Regions from separate parts of the Zea mays genome. Here regions 1 and 2 are each linked to region 3. Evidence: chromatin contacts called from public Hi-C data. All regions are on one chromosome and are shown on one strand. The core of a region is the stretch at or near the end of the contact, and the rest is flanking DNA. Distances in the headings are between cores, read along the strand shown. Region 1 holds the start of LOC100281147 (zinc-finger protein 1). Region 2 holds the start of LOC100381786. Region 3 holds the start of LOC100502453.

The links. A called contact is a pair of places that touch in the nucleus more often than the background predicts.
Region 1: a contact with region 3 is called in a Hi-C map of endosperm, with 2.7 times the contacts expected there. The contact joins the promoter of LOC100281147 here to the promoter of LOC100502453 in region 3. A contact is called at or near these places in 2 of 25 Hi-C or Micro-C datasets (endosperm and tassel).
Region 2: a contact with region 3 is called in a Hi-C map of ear, with 4 times the contacts expected there. The contact joins the promoter of LOC100381786 here to the promoter of LOC100502453 in region 3. A contact is called at or near these places in 3 of 25 Hi-C or Micro-C datasets (bundle sheath, ear and tassel).

What each region holds. Positions count from the first base shown.
Region 1 is chr1:165,958,682-165,962,148 of Zm-B73-REFERENCE-NAM-5.0, forward strand. LOC100281147 (zinc-finger protein 1) reads left to right here and starts at 1,310. Exons shown (of 1, transcript NM_001154066.2): 1 at 1,310-2,529. The coding sequence starts at 1,556. The coding sequence ends at 2,389.
Region 2 is chr1:166,137,683-166,140,976 of Zm-B73-REFERENCE-NAM-5.0, forward strand. It overlaps LOC100381786, which reads left to right and starts at 1,361. Exons shown (of 4, transcript NM_001174585.1): 1 at 1,361-1,607; 2 at 2,282-2,672; 3 at 2,800-2,901. The coding sequence starts at 1,461.
Region 3 is chr1:165,422,743-165,426,182 of Zm-B73-REFERENCE-NAM-5.0, forward strand. LOC100502453 reads left to right here and starts at 1,483. Exons shown (of 3, transcript NM_001348473.1): 1 at 1,483-1,982; 2 at 2,083-2,163; 3 at 3,152-3,440. The coding sequence starts at 1,662.

The sequences.
Region 1 (3,467 bases), core at 60-2,559, 540 kb after region 3:
TGTATGGCTAGGATTACAAATGGATTATGAAACATTTTTTTATAACAATATAAAACACATTTTGTATATAAATTATTATGTTATTATGTATTTCCGTTGCAACGTACGGGCACTCACCTAGTTACCCTATATATTATATATAGGAGATTGTTTCGGCGTTTCAGTTATACTCGACATTGTATACGTACGCCAATATAAAAATACAATTGATGCGGCTGCCAATCATAGGCAGTAAGAAGACGGTTTTCCATATATTTTTACAAATGGGGATCTCTGTGAGCACCGCGCTGAAGCAGCATGTGATGTGAGTGAGGCCACAGTGTTGGCGATGCACAGTGACGACCTGCGTCACTGCGTGCATCGGTCCTATGTGCACGCCGGCCGGCCTGCCGGCGGCCTAATCTTGGCCACACAGCAATGCATGCACACACACACCTCATGATTTTTAAGACTGGCCGCAGCGCCGCACGCTACGGCGCGCGCTCGCTTGCATGCCGGCTACAGCGCACGCGCTATCGCCCGCAGCGCAGCACGCTATCGCGCACTCCACCGCGTGGGACTCTTCTCTCTCCCCTCAGCTGCAGCACGCGCGCTCTCCCCCCTACCACTGTTCCTGTGGGCCCGCCTTCAATTAATAGTAGAAGAAAAATTGATAGTCGATGAAAAGTAGGTATAGAAAATGATATTTTATATTGTAGTGGGATATAGGGGGAGTATTTAGGGGAAACCACTGCGGGAGATAAAAAAGTAGGGGATACACTATTGATGATGTGACCCAGAAAAGTGATATAGGGGGAAAAATTTAGAGGGAACCGCTGCGGATAGCCTAAGCGAAACAAACACAGCAGCATCCCAGCAGGCAGCAGGCCAGCACGCGTCACGGCGAGCAGTACACCCTGGCATCTGCAGTTGGGGCAGTTGGGGGCCGCCTCTGCCCCGCACCGCCCGCAGAGAGTACGGAACTTTCGCCATCATGGCATCATCTCCTCCCTTTCCTTCCCCTGGACTGCATCCCTGCCTGCAAGGCGCAAGTCGTCCGATCCATCTGCATCTGCTGACCCGCCCACCGGTCGGTAACGGAGTGGAGTGGTGGTCAGCTCAGCTGACGCGTCGTTAAAAGTGTTAAACAATTCCGTCACTCTTCTCTTCTTCTACTCGTCCCTGCCATGAGATGAGCCAGACACAAGAGTGTTTGACCCCGAGACTCTTCTTCCTCATCCTCCCAGAGTAGTTATCCCGAGGAGCCATCCAGTCGAGTCGAGTATAAAATGCCCTCAGCTCGGTCCATTTACTTGCCCTACTCCTCCGCTCACTACACATCACTTCCGGAAGCAACCGCGCACCTCCTCTCCTCTGGTCTGTTCCTTCGTCGCCAAGCAAATAAACTTGCGGCAAGCACAGCTTGTTTGTTCGTTTGTTGTGCAAAGCAGCAGGGAGCGTTATTTATAGCTCAGACAGAGAGATACACAGAGTCACACACACAGAGAGAGAGAGAGAGCGAGCGAGCGAGAGACAGCGCTGAGCTGAGCTGAGCTGATCATCTTTTCGGCGGCACATGGCGGTTCTTGACGCGGCGGTGACGCCGTCGCCGAGCGGCAGGGCGGACGCGGCGGCGGCGGACCAGGTCGCCACGACGAGCGGCTGCGGCGGCCGCGCGGCAGAGGAGGCGGAGGCGGTGCTGCTGCAGCAGGAGCATGACGGCCAAGGGCGCGCGAAGCGAAAGCGCTCGAGGCGCCGCCGCGACCGCGACGGCCAGCAGCCCAAGGAGCCGACCACCCAGGAGGAGTACCTGGCGCTGTGCCTCGTCATGCTGGCGACCGGCCGCCGCGACGCCGACGCCGACGCCGCGGCTCCGCCGCAGGACCACGCGTGCTCCGTCTGCGGCAAGGCGTTCCCGTCGTACCAGGCGCTGGGCGGCCACAAGGCCAGCCACCGCGCCAAGCCCTCGCCCTCGCCTTCTCCGGCGGCGGCGCTGGCGCCGGAGCCGGGCGCAGGAGACGGGGACCGCCACGACGAGAAGAAGCCGGCGCAGCCGTCCTCGTCGTCGGCTGGCTCCAGACCCGCGGCGGCGGCGCACGAGTGCAACGTGTGCGGGAAGGCGTTCCCGACGGGGCAGGCGCTGGGCGGCCACAAGCGCCGCCACTACGACGGCACCATCGGCAGCGCCGCCGCGCCCGCCCGCGCGTCCTCCTCCTCCGTGCCAGCCTCGGCGGCCACCAGCAGCCTCGGTGCCGCCACCTCCGTGCCAGCCTCGGCGCCGCCGCCGCCGCAGGCCGTCGCCTTCGACCTCAACCTGCCTGCGCTGCCGGAGCGGTGCGCGGGCGTGGACGAAGACGAGGTGCTCAGCCCGCTCGCGTTCAAGAAGCCCCGCTTCATGATCCCGGCCTAGTTAGTGTTAAGCTCGTGTGGATCAGCAGCTCATTTGTTCGTCACTTGTGCTCCGTGTCTTGGATTGTTCATCTAGATCGTAGTGGTGATTAGTTCGGATCGTGTGTATATACAGTCATCATATTCATTGTTTATTAGCTACATACATGTGATATAGGAGTAGGTAGAAGCAAGGATCAATTCTTTCATTGGTGTGTAAATAATACATGTAAATAAACACAATAAGAATTTATTCATTTTGCTCTTAATCTATATGGATTGGTTGTGACTTAATAGTTTTAAATTATAAACAAGTCACATCTTTTATAATTTTTTTTCAATCTCATTCAATATGTTGGCGTCGATCTGGGCGCCAATCATCGGAAGATGAACCGATGACGGTGCTCTCTATGGAGGCGTGGACGGTCTGAGACACATGATCGGACGGGCCACGACTTGGGTGCAGGAGCGGCTCCTTCTCTGCATACGTCCGAATGATCCGCGTCTAGGCTCGAACGATCCGCGATGGAGCGGAGGGTCATCTTCTTCACAGCAGACCTAGATCTCGCATCCCGAGAGAGACCTCATCAGGGAGGAAAGACCTTAATGTGTGTCTTGGGGTCGACAGGGCATCCAAGATGCCTCTAGTCAACGTAGAGTCGAAGACGTAGAGTCGAAGAGAGGGTAAGATTCGAGACAGAGGAAGGCTAAACTAGGGCTACTCTTAATGCATAAGGTAAAAATGATGTGTAGAATTGATTGAATCGTTGTCGAGGTTCAATCGACTGTAAACCTTCATCTATATAAAGGTGAGGTATGGACCCGTAACAAGTCGGTTCTCGAGTTAATCGCACATGTTTAGCTAGCAACTCCCGTAAGAAATCTGGAACCCTAACTGATTCCGCGCACGCGTGGATGGTCTGCGCCGCTACGACAGACAGTCCAGACCGCGGACCATCCGGCCTCAGGGTCAGACAGTCTGTCAGACACTTTTTAGTGCTCAACATATGCCCCCTGCCTTTTGGTAGAGGTTGACAAACCAAAAGAATATGCACTACAGCACCCTTCGGGAAACAATGGACCTCACAAGTCATCTTGTT
Region 2 (3,294 bases), core at 111-2,610, 710 kb after region 3:
ACGCGTATATAAGGAGCAAGGAGGTGAGGAGTGCTGCACCAGCGGTATTCCTCACTTGTGCCTACAAGTTACCGCCCTCAGCGCCATCTGTGAAGCTTCCTTTGTTGTTTTATATGGCTCACATCTAAATGAGCGCTTTAGTTCCTATACCATATATTCTGACTCTCCCTATGGAGACGATGTTAACCGCGCTGTCGAGAAGGACCATGTGGAAGAAGCCGCCGATAGTCCAATCCAAGTTATGTAGAATGAAAATTCGCCGGAAGAAAACAAGCCTAAGAACCAGGACGAAGAATCTGGTGCCAAATAGAATGTCAAAGAACCTAGCTATTTGGATGTTAGAAAGTCGATAGTGAAAGAAGGGCATGTAGCTAATTAACTAGTTAATTATAACTAATTAAATTGATTTTTAGTCTCATCTAGTAATTATCGTATTAACATTTTTTAAACGGAGACACGCAGGTACATTTGATATACGATACAGTTTATATAAAACTAATAACAAAAATAAAATAAAACGATAGCCGCGGAGCGGAATCAACGGGTGGAAAAAGCTAGCGGCGCCCGAGTAACCACGACACCGACCCTTAAATGGCGGCTTGCCATATAACCCGCCCTCACTCCAGCCCGCGGTCCAGCCCCTGTCCCCGTCACCTCCTCTGCTCCGTAGCGCCGCCATCCGTGGCGGCGGCAATCTACCGAACACCGTGCGTGCGTGTGTTGCCGCAATGGCCTCGCACCACCTCGCCAGCCCCGCCGCGGCCGCAACCTCCGCCGCCACCGTCTCCAGGGCTCTCTTCAAGCATGCCTACACTAAACCCTCTTACTCCCTTCTCCACGCCCCGCTCCTCCGCGCCGTCGCCGCCCGGCCCGCGCTCCTCTCCGCCGCCACCGCGGTCTCCACTACGGCGGCGCCCGCGGCCGCAGCTATGGACAACGTGGAGGAGTGGGGGCTGAGGCCGCTGGCCGAGGTCGACCCGGAGGTGTACGACCTAATCGAGCGCGAGAAGCGGCGGCAGCGAGCGGGTATCGAGCTCATCGCCTCGGAGAACTTCACCTCGCTCGCTGTCATGGAGGCGCTGGGCTCCCCGCTCACCAACAAGTACTCGGAGGGCATGCCGGGGGCGCGCTACTACGGCGGCAACGAGGTCATCGACGAAATCGAGGAGCTCTGCCGGACCCGCGCGCTCGCCGCCTTCCACCTCGACCCCGCCCGCTGGGGCGTCAACGTGCAGCCCTACTCGGGGTCCCCCGCCAATTTCGCGGCTTACACGGGGCTGCTCCAGCCGAACGACAGGATCATGGGGCTCGACCTGCCGTCCGGGGGCCACCTCACCCACGGGTACTACACGGCGAGTGGCAAGAAGATTTCTGCAACCTCCATCTACTTCCAGAGCCTGCCGTATAAGGTGAGCTCCGACACCGGGTACGTCGACTACGATAAGCTGGAGGAAAAGGCCATGGATTTCCGCCCCAAGCTTATCATCTGTGGCGGTAGTGCGTGCCCTCGGGAGTGGGATTACGCCAGGTTCAGGGCCATCGCAGACAAGTGCGGGGCCATGTTGCTCTGCGACATGGCTCATATCAGTGGTCTCGTTGCTGCGCAGGTAACTAATTGTCTTTGTTGCTGCGTATTTAAACTATACTCTATATGCGTTTCAATTGCCGATTGTTTATGAATATAAACGTTTTACTTTCTATCGTCAGTTGTGTTTATCTGAGTAGTCGATACAAAAGTTGTAGCTTTTCTATGTAAGGCAAGCACTATTTCTCCAAGTGAGGTGATCGATCATCCTGATTGTGCCATCAACTGGTGTCACTCCTTTAGCTAGATAGAATTTGCACACGAAGAAAGAGTTTTTGGAGCAGAAGGGGAAAAACAAACTAGGACAGTTTTCCCTATGGAGCAAACAAAAAGAAATGCAGTAAAATCTGCTGTTTAGATTGAGATGGCATGCCCAAGTTTGTCAAATCTATTGACAATTCTGAAGTCATGTGATCTAGTAATCTCTCACCGGCATTGATGTAGACTTGTAGAGTAATTTGTGGAGTGTCTCAGATCAATAGTCAATGATCAACTTATGAACATACAAACAGAGCACCAAATGCATGCATCCAAACTAAGTGATGACATGATGCTATTGGCCAGGGTAGTTATGGATGCAGAAATTTGAATTTTTCAAGTTAAACTTTGTAATTTCTACAGAAATCCTGCTGGACTCCCATATTCTGTATATTCTTTTACTTTACCATCCATGTTAATTCCTTCATTCTTCTATAGGAGGCTTTGGATCCTTTTGAGTTCTCTGATGTGGTTACCACTACGACCCACAAAAGTCTTCGAGGGCCAAGGTCTGGTATGATTTTCTACAGGAAGGGCCCAAAGCCTCCAAAAAAAGGCCAGCCTGAGGGTGCTCTGTATGACTACGAGGACAAGATCAACTTTGCTGTGTTCCCGTCACTCCAGGGGGGGCCTCACAATCACCAAATTGCTGCTCTAGCTGTAGCCTTGAAACAGGCCATGTCACCTGGATTCAAGGCCTATATCCAGCAGGTCAAGGCAAACACAGTTTCCCTTGGTAACCATTTGATGAGTAAGGGCTACAAGTTGGTTACTGATGGAACAGAGAACCACCTTGTTCTCTGGGATCTGCGCCCTCTTGGCTTGACTGGTATGCATAGCAAGATTCTTTTGTTTTCCTTTTTGGCGAGGAGCATAGCAGGATTCGATGGCATGCTTTGGCTTTCCCTTAGCAGGCTGTACAAACTTGCTATAAAATTGGTTTATCAAAATTGCAGGCAATAAAGTTGAGATGCTATGTGACCTATGCAACATTACACTGAACAAAAATGCTGTCTTTGGTGACAGCAGTGCATTATCACCTGGTGGTGTGCGCATTGGTCAGTATCTCTTTCTTACCAACAGATTTATAGCACAACGATGCTTATTGTGTGATGTGCATGAATAGGATTCTGTTGCTCTTTTTGATCTCATGTTTTTTACTCTGTTACTGTTAGGGGTCACTGAGAAGGAAAGATGCTATGGTTGAAGTGATTTAATCGTGCTTTACTTGTCATGTGGTATCCTGGAGTATAACGGGGTGTGAGATGAGTCAACAAATAAAATAGTACCGTATATGTTATATAAAATCTTGTGGGGCATCTGCATCTGCTTCCCTTCAGTGGTGATTCCTTTTATCATCATAGAATGAAGGGGCCTCATAAGTCTAAAATGAGATTTTAGATTTTCTTGGTTACATACATAATATAATTCCTTACTTTTTCTGTTGGGCT
Region 3 (3,440 bases), core at 233-2,732:
AAATTAGTTAGAGACATCTAAACACCCTAGCAACTATTAGCTAGTTTTATTAAATTAGTTAATATTTAGCTAGTTATTTATTAGCTAGCTAATTTCACTAGCAATTTTTTTTGCCAACTAACTGTTAGTTCTAGTGAATTCAAACATCCCTTAACGGCTTGTTCGGTTCTACCCCAATCTATATGAATTGATGGAGATTGAGAGGATTTCAATCCCTAGTAAGTCAAAATCTCTCTCAATCCGTATTAATCCCCTTCAATCTATATGGATTGAAAATAACCGAACATACCCTAAATTGGGATGGACACTACTTTGTGTGACAAATTTTATGTGCCGCATATCTAAAATCGGGATGAACTTACGTGGTACGCAACACCGTAACAGCTTCTTAGGCTATCCGCAACGGTTACCTCTAAATTTTTCCCCCTATATCACTTTTCCTCCTATTTTTCCCCCTATTTTTTCATCTCCCGCAGCGGTTCCCCCTAAATACTCCCCCTATACCCCACTACCACTATAAAATATCATTTTCTATACCAACTATCAATTTTTTATCTACTAACAATTACTCGTGGACCCATAGCACAATGTTTAGGGTGATGAACAGTGACACGCTAGATCTGGGGGGAGAGAGAAGAGAACCGACGTGTAGGGGGACCGCATGCAAGGGGAGGGGGAGAGGCAGCGGTAACCGCTGCGCACAGCCTTACCCCATGTTTTCCCGCTTATTTTGCTGCCCGCCGATGCTAGAGCTGTGTCTTGTTCCGATCCCGAATCGTTTGTGACGAAGAGTTCTTCGCGCTGACGTCAATATATAGAGAGAGCTAAATACAGTTTCCAGCTACAGGAACACTTGGTTGCAGCGCCATCAAACAATTCTAACAGCGACTCAAACAACAACGCCAGCAGCATCAACAATATGTCCAAAATTCAGTACCACCACATGGTTTCTCATCTGACGGTGAGCTGAACCTGATCGCATCTCCAGACCAGTTTATTCAGCAGATGAACATGAACCTCGACGAAGGCCCTGTTCCAATGTCGCGAGATAAACTTTAGCAGCTATTTTTTAGCTACTTTTAGCCATTTATAGGCCCCATTTCAATCTCACGGGATAAACTTTAGCTTCCTGCTAAACTTTAGCTATATGAATTGAAGTGCTAAAGTTTAGTTTCAATTACCACCATTAGCTCTCATGTTTAGATTATAAATGGCTAAAAGTAGCTAAAAAATAGCTGCTAAAGTTTATCTCGCGAGATTGGAACGGGGCCATAATCTAAACATGAGAGCTAATGGTGATAATTGAAACTAAACTTTAGCACTTCAATTCATATAGCTAAAGTTTAGCAGGAAGCTAAAGTTTAGCTCATGAGATTGAAACGGGGCCGAACTCACGCACTCGATCTCGAACCAACCAGACCACACCAGCGTATCACCATCAGAGCCTGAGGTCCAAGTCGATCTTACTCGGCTGAATCGGCTCACACGCTTGCTCATACTCCGAGTGCGGCGCTCTCAGCCTGAAGCTCCCAGGCCAGGCCGAGCTCGGCGCCTCCTCGCACGGGACCGTTGCCCAGGCCGCCGCCGCCACGCCGCCCTCGAGGAACCTCGCCGCCGTCCTGACCGCCGGCGCCGGCGCCGGGTTGGCTCGGAGGGAGCGCATGAGGGCGGCGTGCGCGTGCAGCGGCAGGCCGCCCACGACCACCCGCTGCGCGTGGTACGAGGATCGCTTGGCGGCGCTGCGCTCCCGCTTGTGCGCGTTCTGGTGCCCGCCCAGCGCCTGCGAGCTGAAGAACTTGCGCAGGCAGAAGTTGCAGGAGAACACCTTGTGCGGGGGCGGCTTGGCGGCGGACCCGGACCCGGACCCGGACTCGGAGTCCGCGGAGCAGCTCGCGGCGTCCGGGGACGGAGACGGCGACGGCGATTCGCTCGCGCCCAGCGTCAGGTTCAGCCACGCCGCGCCGTCGCCGTGCTGCTCCCTGGTGAGTCGCTGCTCTGCTGTGCTGGCCTTGCTCACTACTGACGATGCCTCGTCTCCTCGCTCCATATCTCTCTCTCTTGCTCTGCTTGTTCTTGCTTTAGGTTGCAGGCTTGCAGCCCCTGGATGGCTGGATGGTGCATCAGAAGCAGCTTGCAGTTTGTTGCTTTATAAAGGAGGACGAGGTACGACTAGCATCATTGAATTTTTTTGGGGGGAAGGGGGTAATAATTGAGGGCTTGTCTCTGTGAGGAATCTGGAGGTGAAGAACTTTGTCTGGAGTTTTCAGTGGATATCTATCAAGTTGCTTATCTATCTCCCATCCCTGGGCTCTGGCCCATGCATATATAAATGATAAATCTTTTATCACTCCACTTGCCATGGACGACCCCCATGGCGATGGCGATTTGATTTCCTGGATCACCCGCCCCATCTCACTTCTCGACGTGCGCGCGCCGCTGTTCCTCTTCCTTTTTTTCCCAAAAGAAAACGGAGTGACAATACAGCTCATGGCAAAGGTTTTTATGCTCTCCATCCATCCATGCAGGTGCCATCCGGCCACCCTGCAGGGGATGCTATAGTAGCTACCGAAAGCGACCTGCCATTGACAAGAGTCATGAGCCTTGTTGGGATTATTATGAGGAACGCCGGCAGCTTCAGACTCTAGGGGCGACTGTTAGGTCAGGCCACAACAGGGAATCCCTCCTGCGACAGGCACCTTGTCCTGTCTTGTGCGCCACTGTTGCTTCATTGCTTGGGCATTTGTGCGGTGTGCACTGCTGATGACACACACAGTCCAGCACAAGCCTTTTTCATCAATTCCAGTGGCAGCGTGCCTAGCTTCTCTGGAAACCAATTGCTTGCTTGCTTGCTTGCACTGAAAGGATGCTGGTTAATGGTTAGGTCAGGACTCACGATGATCCGGATCAACAGGCGACAGCAGCAATGGGTGACGAGAGAAGTAGTAACAGCTATCTCTTTCTTTGGGATCCAAATAATTGAGTTGTTTTTTTGTACTGCAGATGCGCTGTGGCCACATGCTGTTCTTTCTGCTAACTTCCGCATCAGGCATCAGATTTTCTGCCTCCTTTTTTTTTCCTGGTGCTTTAGACTGTTGCTGTCACAGGTACGGTGCACTGGAAGGAAGCTGACCACCTGTTCTGTTCTTTTTAGGTGGTCTTTCTTTCTTTCTTTCATGGCGAGATGGGACGGGAGCCGAGTTCTTGCTCGCCTTTGCTTGTGCAAGCCGTGACGGCGATGACGTCGGAACCCGAATGTGCTGCTTTGGGGCTGGTGGGATGGATAGGGATACCGAGTCAACTTGATCAAGATAGAAAAGGAGAGACGCCTAGGGGTTCCTCCTCCTTCCAGGCTCCCACGTATACTTTACAATATCTGCAGACATGTGTCATTTTCGGTCAGATATGCAGATCTAGGTGCATATTTTCAAGCACAAATTCAG